2 separate regions of the Gossypium hirsutum genome follow, and region 2 is linked to region 1. Evidence: chromatin contacts called from public Hi-C data. All regions are on one chromosome and are shown on one strand. The core of a region is the stretch at or near the end of the contact, and the rest is flanking DNA. Distances in the headings are between cores, read along the strand shown.

The links. A called contact is a pair of places that touch in the nucleus more often than the background predicts.
Region 2: a contact with region 1 is called in a Hi-C map of leaf, with 2.3 times the contacts expected there. The contact joins the promoter of LOC107921469 here to the promoter of LOC107921066 in region 1. A contact is called at or near these places in 5 of 34 Hi-C or Micro-C datasets (all in leaf).

Annotation. Positions count from the first base shown.
Region 1 is chrD01:54,755,298-54,762,430 of Gossypium_hirsutum_v2.1, reverse strand. LOC107921066 (endo-1,4-beta-xylanase 5) reads left to right here and starts at 1,989. Exons shown (of 8, transcript XM_016850918.2): 1 at 1,989-2,096; 2 at 2,211-2,290; 3 at 2,388-2,422; 4 at 2,541-2,700; 5 at 3,055-3,227; 6 at 3,336-3,437; 7 at 3,532-3,678; 8 at 3,755-4,845. The coding sequence starts at 2,215. The coding sequence ends at 4,729. LOC107922493 (protein NUCLEAR FUSION DEFECTIVE 4) reads left to right here. Exons shown (of 2, transcript XM_016852562.2): 2 at 1-216.
Region 2 is chrD01:55,008,734-55,016,381 of Gossypium_hirsutum_v2.1, reverse strand. LOC107921469 (polyadenylate-binding protein-interacting protein 5) reads left to right here and starts at 4,349. Exons shown (of 4, transcript XM_041087453.1): 1 at 4,349-4,857; 2 at 4,977-5,058; 3 at 5,644-6,038; 4 at 6,835-7,225. The coding sequence starts at 5,883. The coding sequence ends at 6,999.

The DNA.
Region 1 (7,133 bases), core at 740-3,239:
TCTTTGCTCAGTGATATCCTGCATACACCATTAGCCATTGGCTGGTTCATCATTTTATAAGGTGATCAGTGATTCTAGAACACCACTAGTACTGTATTAATAGTATGATTGTATGATTTTTCTCTCGAAAGAAAACGTGTAATAGTAATAAATTGTTAGAATTTTGTTCAATTCTTGTTAAGATAGCAACATATGGCATATGCCTTCATTGATCTATTGGTAGGCATGTCATTTGGTTAAATGCATTTACTACGATTATCAAGATATATATTAATGTTCTTGGTTCAAATAATTATAAAACTTACAATCTTGCAGCTATTTGGGTTTGCCCATGATAAAAAATGGTTCATTTGGCCCGGTCTGGTCTAAGAAAATAAGGGAGGAATCTCTGAAAGTCTTGTTTGTGTTTTTGGGTCACATGAGTCGAGTTTGTCTTCGGTATCTAATTGATCGACAGATTAAAGCCTCTGGGCTCAAAAATATGGTTTTAGAGGCCCACATTTTGACACTATCTTGATTTGAACAACATCCTTCTAATTAGAGGTGAACAAAATTTGATTCGATAAAAAAATCGAAAAAAATTAAATTTTGAGTTAATCGAAATGAATTATTTGAGTCAGCTTGAATAAGAAATTTCTGACTTTGAGTTCGAGTCGAGTTGAATTTTTACAATTCAAATAACTCGAATAATTCGAATAACAGATTAATTTAAATACCATTTTGGTCCCTATCAAATTTGAAAATGAGCAAATTGGTCTCTTTTAACAAAAATTGCAAAAAAATTTTAAAATTATTTTAAAATTTAATTTTTTTAAAGAAATCTAGAAAATATATAAAAAGTTGAAATTTTAAAAATTTTATAAAATAATAATTTTGGAATGATTAATGATTCAAGTTTATCGTATTAAAATATTTTATTATTATGCTTTAAACAAGTTTGCAAATATATATAGTTTTAAATTTATATACTCTAACATGGAAATAATTATATTGTAACAAGATTTTAATTTGACAATATTAATTTTTCTAATTTAACTCAAACAATCTCACTCGATTCAACTGAACGCTCGCGGTTAATTCAAGTTATTAAAAAATCCAAATAAAAAAAAGACAAAACTACATTGTTTTGATAAATATTTACCTTATCTAAAGTTAAAAAGTCAAAATTATCAAGTTAAAAGAAAAATTACTTTGATAAATTATTTTCCTTCCCAAATTGTCCTACCCTCCCTACAGTGATACTAGAATTGCAGTGAAAATGAAAATGTCTTCACCTTTTCCTTCAATGCCCAACAGGTTCCACATCCATGGAGGAACCGAGGGATTGGGCATTCAATGTGATTTGACTTTTAAAGCATGTGAATGCATGGTCCCAATATCATGCACGCTTCACGCGTGCAAGTTCTAGCCATGAATGAAGCACCCCTGGAATCAAACTGGTCTGACAATGGAGGACTAGACTTTAATCTAAAGCAGACTTCACCTATTTCCAACCCACTTCCCATTAATTACCCATCTTCAATCCTTGTACAGCTTGTGCTTTTTTTTTTCCAATCTCCATGATCAAAACAAAAACTAAGCTATCCCCCAATCACTAATTTCGGAATCTCTCAGTATTAGCAACAGTGCTTGGTTACACTGGTCACCTAATCCTCGAACGTCCATTATATAAATTTCTTCTTTTACACTTCTCAAAGCAGCCCAAGTTGGTCGCCAAAAGCAACCGAAGTTCTAATAATATTGTTTAAACGAACATTGTTTCAGTTTGCTGACAAAAACCAGAGTTTGGCACACAACCAAATCTTAGATTAAAAAAACACTTAACTTGGACTCATCACTTAGTCCTTAGCAACAAGCCAACTCTCCATTAAAGCTAAAGTGACTAATATTAAGGGTGGATAGAAAATAAATAAATTTCCCACTTATATAACGTTGAGTCTAAGCCTGTATAACCATAAATGGACATTTAGCAGCAAAGACAAGTTTATTTGAAGTTCACATCAAATGAAACCCTTAAGTAAAACATGTGAGCAAGGCACGGGTGCTCATAGGCCTGTCACTGTTCCCTTGTGATCCCCACCACAAACCTTAATTAGGTACACTCCCCCTCTTTCTCCTGATATCCGAAATCATTTCATATTTTTTTTCTGTATGGTATATAATGTAAGCTTCAGCATTTGTTCAATTCAATAGCAGTTTGTTCAAAACAGGAACATGAAACATTCTCTTGTTTTTGGTGGCTTCTGGGCTTTCTTCATTCTTCTTAGTGGTTCCTTGGTTGCTTCATATGGTTCTCTCTCCCTTTCTACATTTGGTTTGACTGTTCAAAACATTCTAATGGGTTTTCAGAAAACTTAAGTGGGTTCTTTTTCTTTTTATTGCTGCAGATGGGCCTTTATATGATTTTACTGCTTACACAGAGGTAAAACAGTTTGAGAATAGATCATTTATCTATTGACTATATTATGAATATGTAGTCTGAAGTTATTTGATTCACCGCAATGTCCATGACAATTGTTGATGATGTTGTTGGTTTGCAGTGTAAAGCACAGCCAGAGGAGCCACTGTACCAAGGAGGGATTCTGAAAGATGAGACGCCCATTATGAGACCTGCCATTTTTGGCAAAACTGCAACTGGTTTTTACACTCCAGCTTTTCTCTTGAAGAATCTCACCGTGGGCAATTTTTACTGTTTCTCCAGTTAAGTTCTCCATCCATATGAATTTCGGATACAAATATTAAAACACAAATACTTTAAAAAAAGAATAAACAAGTTCATCGACATAGGTGAACCCTTAATGTACCTGTTACTTACTGGCATGTCACACTGTATCGCCCGTGGCCCAACAAGTGGCAATGTTTAAGGTTTGGATTTGTCACATAAAGTGGCAACCGACATATGCAAATGCTAGATATGGCCCCAGTTCAGGAACATCCCCCTATTGTAGAGGCAATTGACATTTTAACATAGACAAAAACTTCTACTGTGAATATCAGACAAATTGTATTTTGAAACATTACAGGATTGGCTTACTCTGTTTGGTGCAATTACAGCTTGGATCAAAATACAAGGTGCAAATTCAGCTCTCATTAGGGCAAGCTTGAAGACAGAAAACAGAACATATAATTGTATAGGGACTGTTTTGGCTAAGAATGGTTGCTGGTCATTTCTCAAAGGTGGATTTGTTCTTGATTCACCTTCAAATTTAGCTTTACTGCTATTCCAGGTGAACCTTTTGTTTTGCTTCTAAAAAAGATTGAGCATTAGATCATGAATGCTGTCATTGATTTTTGCTTCTAAAAACCTTTTTTTTTCTAATGTCCTGGATATACAGAACTCAGATGATAAAGACATTGATATAACAATTGATAGTTCCTCGTTACAGTCATTTACTGATCAAGAATGGAGGTTCAACCAGCAATTCATGATTAACACTGTAATTACTGTTGACACACTTTGTGAAATGATATTTCAATAATGGTAATGTCCAATATCTTAACAAAATTACTTACTGTCTATTTTTTCCCCAGCAAAGGAAGCGTGCTGTAACAATACATGTCTCAGATCAACAAGGTAATAGGTTGCAAGGAGCAGCAATAACTATAAACCAAGTCTCAAAGGATTTTCCATTTGGTTCTGCAATAGCACACACCATTCTTGGGAATTTGCCCTATCAGGTATGTGTTCATATTCATTTCTTAATACATGTCGGACAATGTTAGCTAATTGATCTTGTTTTCTTTTGTCTTCCAGAACTGGTTTGTTGAACGATTCAATGCAGCAGTGTTTGAAAATGAACTGAAATGGTATGCAACAGAACCAGATCAAGGGAAGACCAACTACACCTTAGCTGACCAAATGTTGGAGTTTGTTAGAGCCCACCAAATAATAGCCAGAGGCCACAACATATTCTGGGAAGACCCCAAGTACACGCCTGCATGGGTTCGGAACCTTACAGGCCCTGACCTACAATCAGCAGTTAATTCCAGGATACAGAGCTTAATGAGCAAATACAAAGAAGAATTCATACACTGGGATGTCAGTAATGAGATGCTCCACTTTGATTTTTACGAGCAACGACTTGGACCTGATGCAACCTTGCATTTCTACGAGACTGCACATCAATCGGACCCTTTAGCAACCCTGTTCATGAATGAATTTAATGTTGTGGAAACCTGCAGTGATGTTAAATCAACAGTTGACACTTACATTGAAAGGATAAGAGAGCTTGAAAGCGGTGGCATGTACATGGATGGAATTGGGTTGGAAAGTCATTTTACAGTGCCAAACCTTCCTCTAATGCGAGCCGTGATAGACAAATTGGCTACCCTCAGACTCCCCATATGGCTAACAGAGGTAGATATTAGCAGTTCGGTTGGTAAAGAATTACAGGGGGTGTACCTAGAACAGGTACTAAGAGAAGGGTTTTCACACCCTTCAGTGAATGGGATAATGCTGTGGACGGCTCTCCATCCAAAAGGGTGTTACGAAATGTGTTTAACTGATGGGAATTTTAAGAATCTCCCAGCGGGTGATGTGGTTGACAAGCTGCTGAAAGAATGGGAAAGCGGGGAGATGAAGGGGGTAACAGGTGAGCATGGTTCATACAGCTTTTATGGATTCTTAGGCGAATACAAGGTCAATGTTGGATATGGAGACAGGGCTGCAAATTTTACTTTCTCACTCCCCCCTAGCGGTGAAACTAAACACTTCAGCATTCATTTGTAACACCCATGATTCTTGTATATGGAAATTTTAAATTAGATTTTAAACAGTACTCAAGAGTACAAACACATGTTTTGATTTGAAGTTTAAATACTAAAACCTAAGGTTACCTCGGGCTATGGACGAGTTGTCACCCCTATCCAATGGATATTGGGCTCAAGCTGTTTGGTTCAGCCGCAATGCCGTAGGGACAAATAAATAGTTACGTGGCTTCAATGAGTTCAATCAGCAAGCCACTGAAACAGAATATGTTGTCCAAGCAAAGCCATCGGCAGGCAGCTTCAATCACACATTGCTTTGTGCTTACTCTTCAAAATCACACCATCACCGTTCACATTAAAAGCAGATCCATCCCATGTCATTTAAACAGTCTTGGGATGTTGATTGGCAAGTATTACCACTTCCTTTAATCGCGTTGCATCATGAGTAAAAATATCAGTATTGTTCTCTCTCAACGTCTAAACACCCCTCAAGACTTTCCCACTTTAAGGTTCGCCAAATTCAAACCTATGACCTCCTAAATATGAAGTCATTGTTGCAACTTTGGTACCATTTCATCAAACTAACACCAAAATGATATTATGATTGTAAAAGGAAAGCCTAAAACCAACCTTCCACAAAACCTTAAGAAGTAAAATATCCTAGATTTTGTCACACTTATAATATAGGTGAAAATAATTATATAAAGTTCAAACTTAAAAGTGTATGTTTTGTGTCTTGGGTTCAAATTTTGTACCCATCATAAGCATATAAATTTTTTTCTTCTGAATTTTATATAAAAAGACAAAAATATCCTTCAATTAATATTTATTACTTTATTAAGACCGGAATCTTTTGCTTATTTAACAATAGAGTTGGGATCTAGTTCTACGTGACATCAACCCCTATCAAAATCTTTATATATAGTATAAATATAAATAGAGAAAATATTTTGTGCACCGCCCAGTAGAGTTTTTAAACTCTACAAGCAAGACCAAGTTGACAAGTGTCCTATAGAGTATAATAAAATATTAAAAAATAAATATTTAAAAAAAAGATATGCATGCTAATTTTTTAAGGTTGCTTGTGGAATAAAACAAAAGTATATTGTCAATGTACCAAATACTAACCCATATATATATAATTAATGAAAATTTGAATCATAATATTTTTTAAAAGGAAAATTCATTAATTCATTTTATTAATGGGACCATACTATTCGAGAAAAAAAACAGTCATCGTAGGCAGTGAAGGACAATTCATCAACAAACAAAAGTTTCAACTCAACATCAATTAACTTTGTCACAACTCAAACACGATGTATCAAGAGTGATTGCAAGCATTTAACAAGATAAGGAAATCAATCTTGACTAATCCAAAGTGGTGGGAAAAAAATCAGCAAAAGAACTTATCATCCACCAATTTGGAGAGGACAGCTATAAAATCAACCCCAAAATCACTAGCAAAAGACTTCATGCATAAGTAAGACAAAAAAAAAAACTTGTCCAAGACAAGACAAAAATTTCTAAAAATGAAGACTTATTAAAGAATAAAAGAAACATATAATACTTAAGACAACACAGATCGAAACTGACACATGTAATCATTTATGATTCTGAAATAGTCTCAAAACTTAAATAGATTAAGAAGCTGACGAAGAGTCGCCATTCGAGTATTTACGACCAACCCACTATTGAAAAGAAACTGCTGGTGGTTGATGGAGGTTTAGCAAGGATAGACACCACCATTATCTATCGCAACTTGTGAAGACAATGAAGATGCCTATAAAATAGATCTACAAACTAAAAAAGAGAAAATATATAGACTAAATGAGGAGAACAAGTAAAGAAAAAGTTGATAAAAGAGAAAAGAAAAAGACAACAATAGCCAACCTGAAAGCTAGCCACACTAAACTAAACAAAATAAGAGGAAAAAAATTGGATGATAATAAACTATAGGTTATTGGGAAATTCAGAATTATAATACATGTGAAAATTCTATACCGACTTAAAAGATTGCCCTGACTGAAACATTGAATTAAACAAGCAACAGTATGTGTATGATTAGGCATCTCCATTATTAAGAAATTATGGAAGGCAATTATTCAGGCTCCGTTTGCACAGTGCTTCTCTAAGTTAATGGATGGTAAACATTTCATCATCATTGTACCACCTAAATTGGTCAAAAAGTTGCATGATGTAGATCAAATTTTGCGACTGCCAAAAGGTCTTTCATTTGCCAAAATTTTCCAAGCAAATTAATCCCACCACTTGGACTTTATTCACTTTATTAAGGCCCCATTACGATTATTTAGGCATATTCTCGAGTACTCAACTCACATTTGAATATAATTTAGGTAAAATCCTATGGAAGGTCCCTGCACTATGGATTTTTGATAGATTTAATCTTTATTTTTTATTTCTGAAAT
Region 2 (7,648 bases), core at 3,100-5,599, 250 kb before region 1:
GGGTTCATATTAAATATGGGTACTAGTCTGTGTTTCAAAATTTTGATATTATTTAAATAATGGTATATTAATTAAAATTATTGATAAAATAATGTTTGAAATATATAAATAACGTACAAAAAAATATTAAAATTTTCAAATATAATATATTTTTAATATTATGAGGAAAAAATTGAAAGACAAAATTGTTACAATACATATATATAAATATATAATTAATGATTTAGAATATTAATGTTATAATTAATTTAAATTAGAATTAGAATTAACTTAAAGTACAAATATGAAATAGCTAAGAAAAAGTGAAATCAAATAATGATATAAAAATATCAACAAAGAGTTATATAATTAAATATGGAATAAAAAATAAAATTAAAACTAAATAAAGAAACATATCAAGACCCCAATCAAATTCACTTCAATGAATCACGTGAAAAATTTTAATACTAAATATTTTTTATTATTTATTTTAAATAAAACCTATTTAATCTAATTTTCTTTCCTTTCTTTTTTTCTCTTTGAAAGAGAGAAAGCTTCTTTTTCTTTTTCTCTCGACTTCTATTTTTGTTGTTTCCGTCGCCAATGTTGTCTTCGTCGATCAGTATTCGCCAAATTTAGAAATAAAACTATTTAGAACCTCTAAATCTTATCCTTATTTTCAAACTCCTCTCCATCGTATCTATATTGTCCACCGCTAAATTGACATGCAACGTCCATCGTGGCTCTTGGATGCAAGACACTTCTCCATCATTCGGAATTTCGAATGGAATGTATATTGTCCACTGCTACATCAATATGCAATGTCCATCGTGACTCTTGAATGTGAGACACCTCTCCATTCTTCGGAATTTTGAATAAAATTTATACTTTCACAATTAAAATTCACTACCTGCTATTTTGTCTGAAAAAAAAAACTTTGCCAATATTCTAATGGGTATTTATAGTCCATAAAAACCCCAACTCAAGTTAGTATCTAAAACATAAAATAAAAAATTAAATTAATATTGTATTTATCACTTTTAAATTTAAATTTATTTCAAATTTTATCACTTTAAATCAATGTTTTAAATCAGATTTTACAACGCAAAATCAGTACTTTATTTCAAATTTGTCACTTCGAGTCTAAATTTTAAATCAATTTATATTATGATAAATATCATTATTTTAAATTAATTTTACATAAAGAAATGGAAAGAGAAGAAGAAATCAATTAATTTAATTTAACATATTTAATTTTTCGATTATTACTTATTTGGTTTTCCATTTATAAAAAGAAAATAAATTAAGTACAAATATTTTCTGTGTTAGTCAAGAGTGCTCTCTCTCAATGTCCTAGAGAAACAGTGTTTGCTGTGGTTGGGTTGAAGGAGGGTGGTGACTTTATCGAAATCGAAAAGAGGAGAGATGAGATATCCCTTCTAGAGGAAGAGTTGGTTCAGTTAACACTGAAGAGTTCACAAGTTGTCCCTAATGAGAACCCAACATTGATATGCTCTTTTTGGACGCAAAAGTCTTACAATCCAGATAGTTTTCGGGCACAATTGAAGAGCATTTGGAAACCGAAGAAGAAATTTGAGATTCAAGTGGCGGGGCAGAGCTTTTTTTTTTTATCTCGTTTGAATGCGAAGATGATTTGGAGATGATTATGGAGGGTCGCCCTTGGCCTTTTAGGAGAGTTATTTTTTTTTATCGTCTAAGAAACCCTATAGATCGATCAAAATCAGGCTTGTCCTTTCCCCTTTTTGGTTAAAAATCAATCCTTGCTCGCCAAAATTTGATAAAAAAGGATCTCTTACATGCGATTGGATCGGCTTTTGGCGGCGTAATAAGGTTAGAAATTAAATGGGAGTTTTGTCAACTTTGGGCCCAATTGGATGCGCAGAAGCCTGTACGTCGGGGTATATTTATTTCAACGGATGGGAATGTAAGGGTTTAGATCTCCTTTTAAGTACGAAAATTTGGTGACCTTATGTTTTGGTTGTGGGAGAATGAGACATTGGGTACAAGAATGTGATTTGATCCCGTTGGGGGAAAGGGAGGAAGTGAGCTAAGATTTCCCGTATTCAGTTGCGCTAAGGGCTGAAACTTCGTTGCTTGGAAAGGAAAGTTTGCAATTCAATTTTTCCACTAAAAATAAATGTGAGTGCTTTTAAATAGGGAATATTGAGCTATCGAAGATAGGTGAAGGAGGTGAAGGTGGAGGAAACCCTACGGTACAGTTTCCGGCGACGGTTCACCATTCAGTTGACGATAGGGCTTTGGGAGAGTTTTTTACCAAATATAGTTACTGATAATTTGAGGCGCGATTTGGGGGATTCTAATATGGTTTCCTCACCATTGATTGAGGGAATTAGCACTAAATTGAGGGATTCTTTTGAGTCAATTGTAGCAGATGTAGGGATGGACTTTGAAATTGGGGAAGGTCAGCTTGGAAAATCAGGCTATATGGATGGTAAAAGTGAGAATGCAAAGAAAGTTCGGTGGAAGAGGATAGCATGGGGGTGATGGCTACACAATGAGAGGAAGTGAATGATGGGAAAAAAGGGGAGTTAGGTTCGAATAAGGACAATGAAAATGATGAATTTCTGCCTGATGGGGAAGGTAACAAAAAATTAAAATTCAGGAATGAAGAACCTGTAGTGTCGATGCTTCCGGATGCTGAAAGGACTACTTTAGAGTATCATTCTACTCTATTTATAATTGGACCGAGGCCTGCTCCGAGGCAAGCTGACTGAGCACAATAAAAACTTTATGTTGGAATGTTTGTGGACTGGGGAATCCAAGGACGATTAGAAGGCTTCGACACGTGAGAAACAGATGGCAACAATTAGAAGCAGATGAGGGTTCGTTAATGGGATTGATGTATCGGTAGTAGGTACTCATGGAGGATTATGCCTGGCATGAAAGGATTCGATCGTAATTACTCTACGTAGTTTCTCAAAAAACCATGTGGATGTAGTGGTCAAAGAAGCGGATGAAGCTTGGGAATTGAGGTTCACTGGGTTCTATGGGGCTCCGTGTGCAAGTAATAGAGAAGATTCGTGGAACATCCTCAAAAGTTTAGGGAGGAATCATGAGCTCCAATGGCTTGTTTGTGGGGATTTTCATGAGATAATTTTTTTTTTGAGAAAATTAGGGGTGCTCCCAAAAATGAATGACGAATGGAGTTGTTCAACAATGTTCTAGATGAATGCTGCTTAAGAGATGTCGGGTATGCAGGTTTATGGTTTAATTGGGAAAGAGGAAACCTTCCAGAAACAAACATTCGGGAAAGGTTAGATAAATAAGTGGCTACGAATGATTGATTGTGTATGTTTCTGAGTGCAAAAATTAAACATTTACCCCATTCTTTTTTCGATCACTGCACGGGAAAAGAACGAATGGAAAGTGAATAAATTTTGGTTAGAAGCCTGGTGGACGTTTGAGGCTTCGTTTGAAGAAGAGGTAAGAAGGATTTGGGGAATATCCTGGATAAGTTGAGCTGTGTACAAGTCATTCCTAGGAGCAATAATACTTTTTTGTATACGAGTCATTCCTAGGAGTTTGGTGTCCTTGACTCCATTTAATAATAACAAAGTAGAATTGTATAACGATAGTACTAGAAGAACGGAAGAATACGTATCAAAAAAAGGTTACTCTGGTTTCATAAATGATAATAATTTTGCTAGCCCAGATTACCCAGCTTAATACCCTAATACTGCTAGGAGTAAAAGGATTTACCACTCTTAGTGATAAAACAGACGAATTAGCTTATAGAATACAAAGCTTAGAATTAAAAGTAAAAACTAAATTAGAAATCTTAGAAAAGAAAATAGAAGGGATAAAACATATCATTGATAGGGAGGATCAATAACACCAGCGCTAAACTAGAAGCAATCTATAACGACGTCTTAGCTATTAAGAATAAACTTCCATCCACTAAAGTCTCTAGAAATAAAAGTTGATAGACAATTAATAATTAGAGACTTAATAGCAAAAGATAGTAGAAGCTGTATAACAGATTGGATAAACCAAATAGGATCTAATTTAAAAGATACAGGTGTAACAGCGGTACGATCCATAGAAAGTAGAATTTATCCACAGAAAGGGTTAATAATAGACCCAAATTAAAGAATAATAGAAGATAAGGATGTTTAAGCCATTCAGTGGTTCGAGCGTCACCCTTAAGGGATCCAGCTCTAATGGCCATGACAATAATAATGAAAATAAAAGTATTTTTAGTAAAATCTTTAATACAAGAAAAGATATGGATAAAGTAGAAATATCAGAAACAATAGATATCGATAAAGATATAGAAAACTTTAAACAACATAATCACAAGTTGCTTAAACCATAAATATTATATGAACATTCTAAGTTTATAACAAGAACAAGATTAATAAAGAATGACTAAAGGTTATGGGAATATGGAAGGAGAAAATTTAGTAATAACATTAGCACTGCCAATACACCCCTAATCGGTGGGCCCCACCTAATACATCTTTAGTCCTTCGTTTGGTTGAATGTGCTTCTAATACCCGTGTAATACAATACAGATCTAATCGGTGAAAACCACCGATTTGTAATACAGCCCTTTTGCTCAGATTAGGTGCTGCGTCCAAATCCCTCCCTGTTTTACCCTCCCAATTGGCTTCCCCATTCCGTCGCCTCTTCCTTCATTCTACCTTCGCCTCCCGATTGGCTTCCCCATTCCTTCGCCTCTTCCTCTGTCTCTCAACCTCTTCTTTTCTTTTCTTTACAACCAGTCACTCTTTCGTTTTGCCTTCTCAACCAGTCGACCTTTTTCTTTTCTTTTTCTCTGTGTCACTCCTTCGATTGCTCTCAATTGATGGGTTTCCAGGTTACTGCTACTGAAAGGTAAAGGTTTCTAACTCTCTTTTGCTCTCAATTATCCTGTAATTGTTCTAACTCTCTTCTTCTCTCTGTACTGAGTTTTAATGGCTGTCTTGTTAGTGTCTTCTTCATTGCACTTTCAGGGCCTGATCATATAAACTTCATCGAAACACGGAATCTTTTGTTTCTTCTTCTCTTTTGCTGGAGTTTTTGCTTTAATTTTCGGTAAAAATTTCTTACTAATCTTTGATTTTGGTTGTTTTCTCATTGGTTGATCTTTACGGCCCTCATGGAATCAAAGACCTGAAAGTTTAAAGGGAATTTTCCTTACTTTCTTGATAAAATTCAATTTAAAACATTCCAATAATTTTTTCCACCTTGTGATTGGTAATTTTCCACTTCTTAATTCTTTTTGAATAATTGAGTTATCTACTTCATTATTAGATGATTATTGTTATGATTATTTGAAGAACAACAACTTGTGTACATGGAGTTTATTTTGTTCTAATTGCGTGACAGGTTTTCGATGCTTAGTTGCATGTTAAACAGAAATCCAGAATGATCCTATCAATGCAAGAAAAGTCACAGTTTATTCCAATTTACAATCATTTTTTTCTTTTTCTATGTGTGTTTTTATCTTGTTAGGATTAGAGTTGCTCATATTCATTTTCGTTCAGTATGTTGTTTTTGCTATTAGATTTTCATTTTTCTGGATTGTTCTTTTAAAAAATGAATGATTTTGCCTAGTAATATAATTTAATTTGTGTTTTTATGTTATGGGGGGCTAAAATGATTAGTATTCTTCTCCAGCAAAGAGAATGAAGCCAGAGGTTTCTTCGTTGAATCCCTGTGCAACATCATACGTACCACTTGCCAAAAGGGAGGGTTCCATAGCTAAAGATATTAAGGCTGGAAATGAGTCTGCTTGGTTTGATCCTTCCTCACGTAGCAATGCTTCACTTGAATCTGCAATCCCTGGCATTGGAAACCACCTGGTTGCACTGAAAAGCGACCCTGGTCATGGTTCTTTGATGCAAAATTAGGGTGAAATGAGTGGCGAGCAGATTATGGATGAGGAATTCGACATGGATTTGGAGTATCTTCGCATGATGTTCCCCGGTTTGTCCAATGACTCTGTTCTGGATGTCTACATGGCTAATAATGGAGACTTAGAAGCCACTATTGACATGCTGAACCAACTTGAGGTAAATTTTGCCTATCTTTATTTTATAATTTATATAACTTGATTGTCTGAGTGGTCTTGCTGGATTCGTTTTCTATATTATTTTCATCTCGAATGTTTCCTATATTATTAGCTCCTCTTGCTGTTCCATCCTGCAGATTTCCAAGTGTCCCTCTATGAAAGTGCTAGTAGTGAAGAAATTGAATTTATGAATAATTTTCTGATGTTGTTGGTAACATATTTCACTTGTTTTTAACTGTATGACATCAAAGAGTTAAGGATGTTAGTCTGCATTCAGGCCTATTTCAGCATAACCATGGTTTTTCTTCATTTGTTTTAATCCTCCCTGTGCAAATGATAGAGATTTTTCCACCTGTTTTTGTCTCCCACCTTTTGAACTTTCATATGATTTTATACATTGATTTATGTCAATGATTTCCCCACATATTTTGTTCTTATGGATCGTATACCTTCAGATGCTTTTATTGTTTTTATTCACCTCACTTTCAGTTGAATATATTATAACTGAGGGTTGTGTAGTGTTATCTTGTTCATATAAATTTGTTTGGAAATTTACCTATTCTATAATGCCATTAATAATGTATGCTAATTTGAATATTGGGGATAGGATGTTTTCCTCATGCTGCTTGCTTCTTGTTTACTCATTGTACGGCAAGTTCTTTCTTTGGTTTCATTGGAAGTGATTTCTGGAGTATTTGTGATTTTGATTCTTGAATTAGTTTATGGTTGGGATTAAAAAATGCACCTTTTTGCCCTTATTTCGGTATTCATGTACATTGGATAGTTCTCTTTGTTAGATGTACACTGTTGAGTCATCTGACACTCTTCCCGACACATTGGATATCGGTGATATCTCTGAATCTATCTCTTCAGCAAACTGTGGTACTCTTAAACTGAAGAATGTGGCAGGTGAAACCGGCGCGTCTTCATCAGGCTCTACAGAATCAGCTGTTACCTCCTGACTGACATAATCAAAGGGGTTTCAGTGTTTCTAGTTTCAGTTGTATCTCTCAGTGGATAAGAAGTGTACACAAGTAGGGTTCTTCTTCAAGGTTGAGAAATGTAGTACTTTGCTTTTAACACTTGAAGGGTTTAACATTGGATGTGTAGTTGTATGCTGTAACATTTGTTTGGTCGCTCAACTTTTTCTACATTTGTTTGGCGATGGAAGAGTATTTGTTTTGTTTATGCCTTTGCTGGGGGTTCATTTTCTCTATATAATATAATAACTTATATTAGAAGTAAAATTGTATTTTGCTTTCTACTAAAAGAATGGGCAAATTAATTCGTGTACGTAAGATCAAAGAGCAAACTAATTTTTTTGTTAAAAATTTCATCCATTTTTATAGTTAAAACCGGTCTTTATATGTCGGCATGAGGTACACGTGGTACATTACATGTAATTGTCTGATTATTTTTATTGTTAACAATTGATCTTTTTACATAGTTTGTGATATATGCACAAATGAGGTGAAATTTATTAAATTTTATTCACCGAATTTATCAATTTTCAAATTTGGAAAATCAGTCGACTTGCAACGACTTTTTGGATAGGATCAAATATTCTTGGATTGAGATATTTTCATAGCGTTTGGAGATCTCTTAATATAA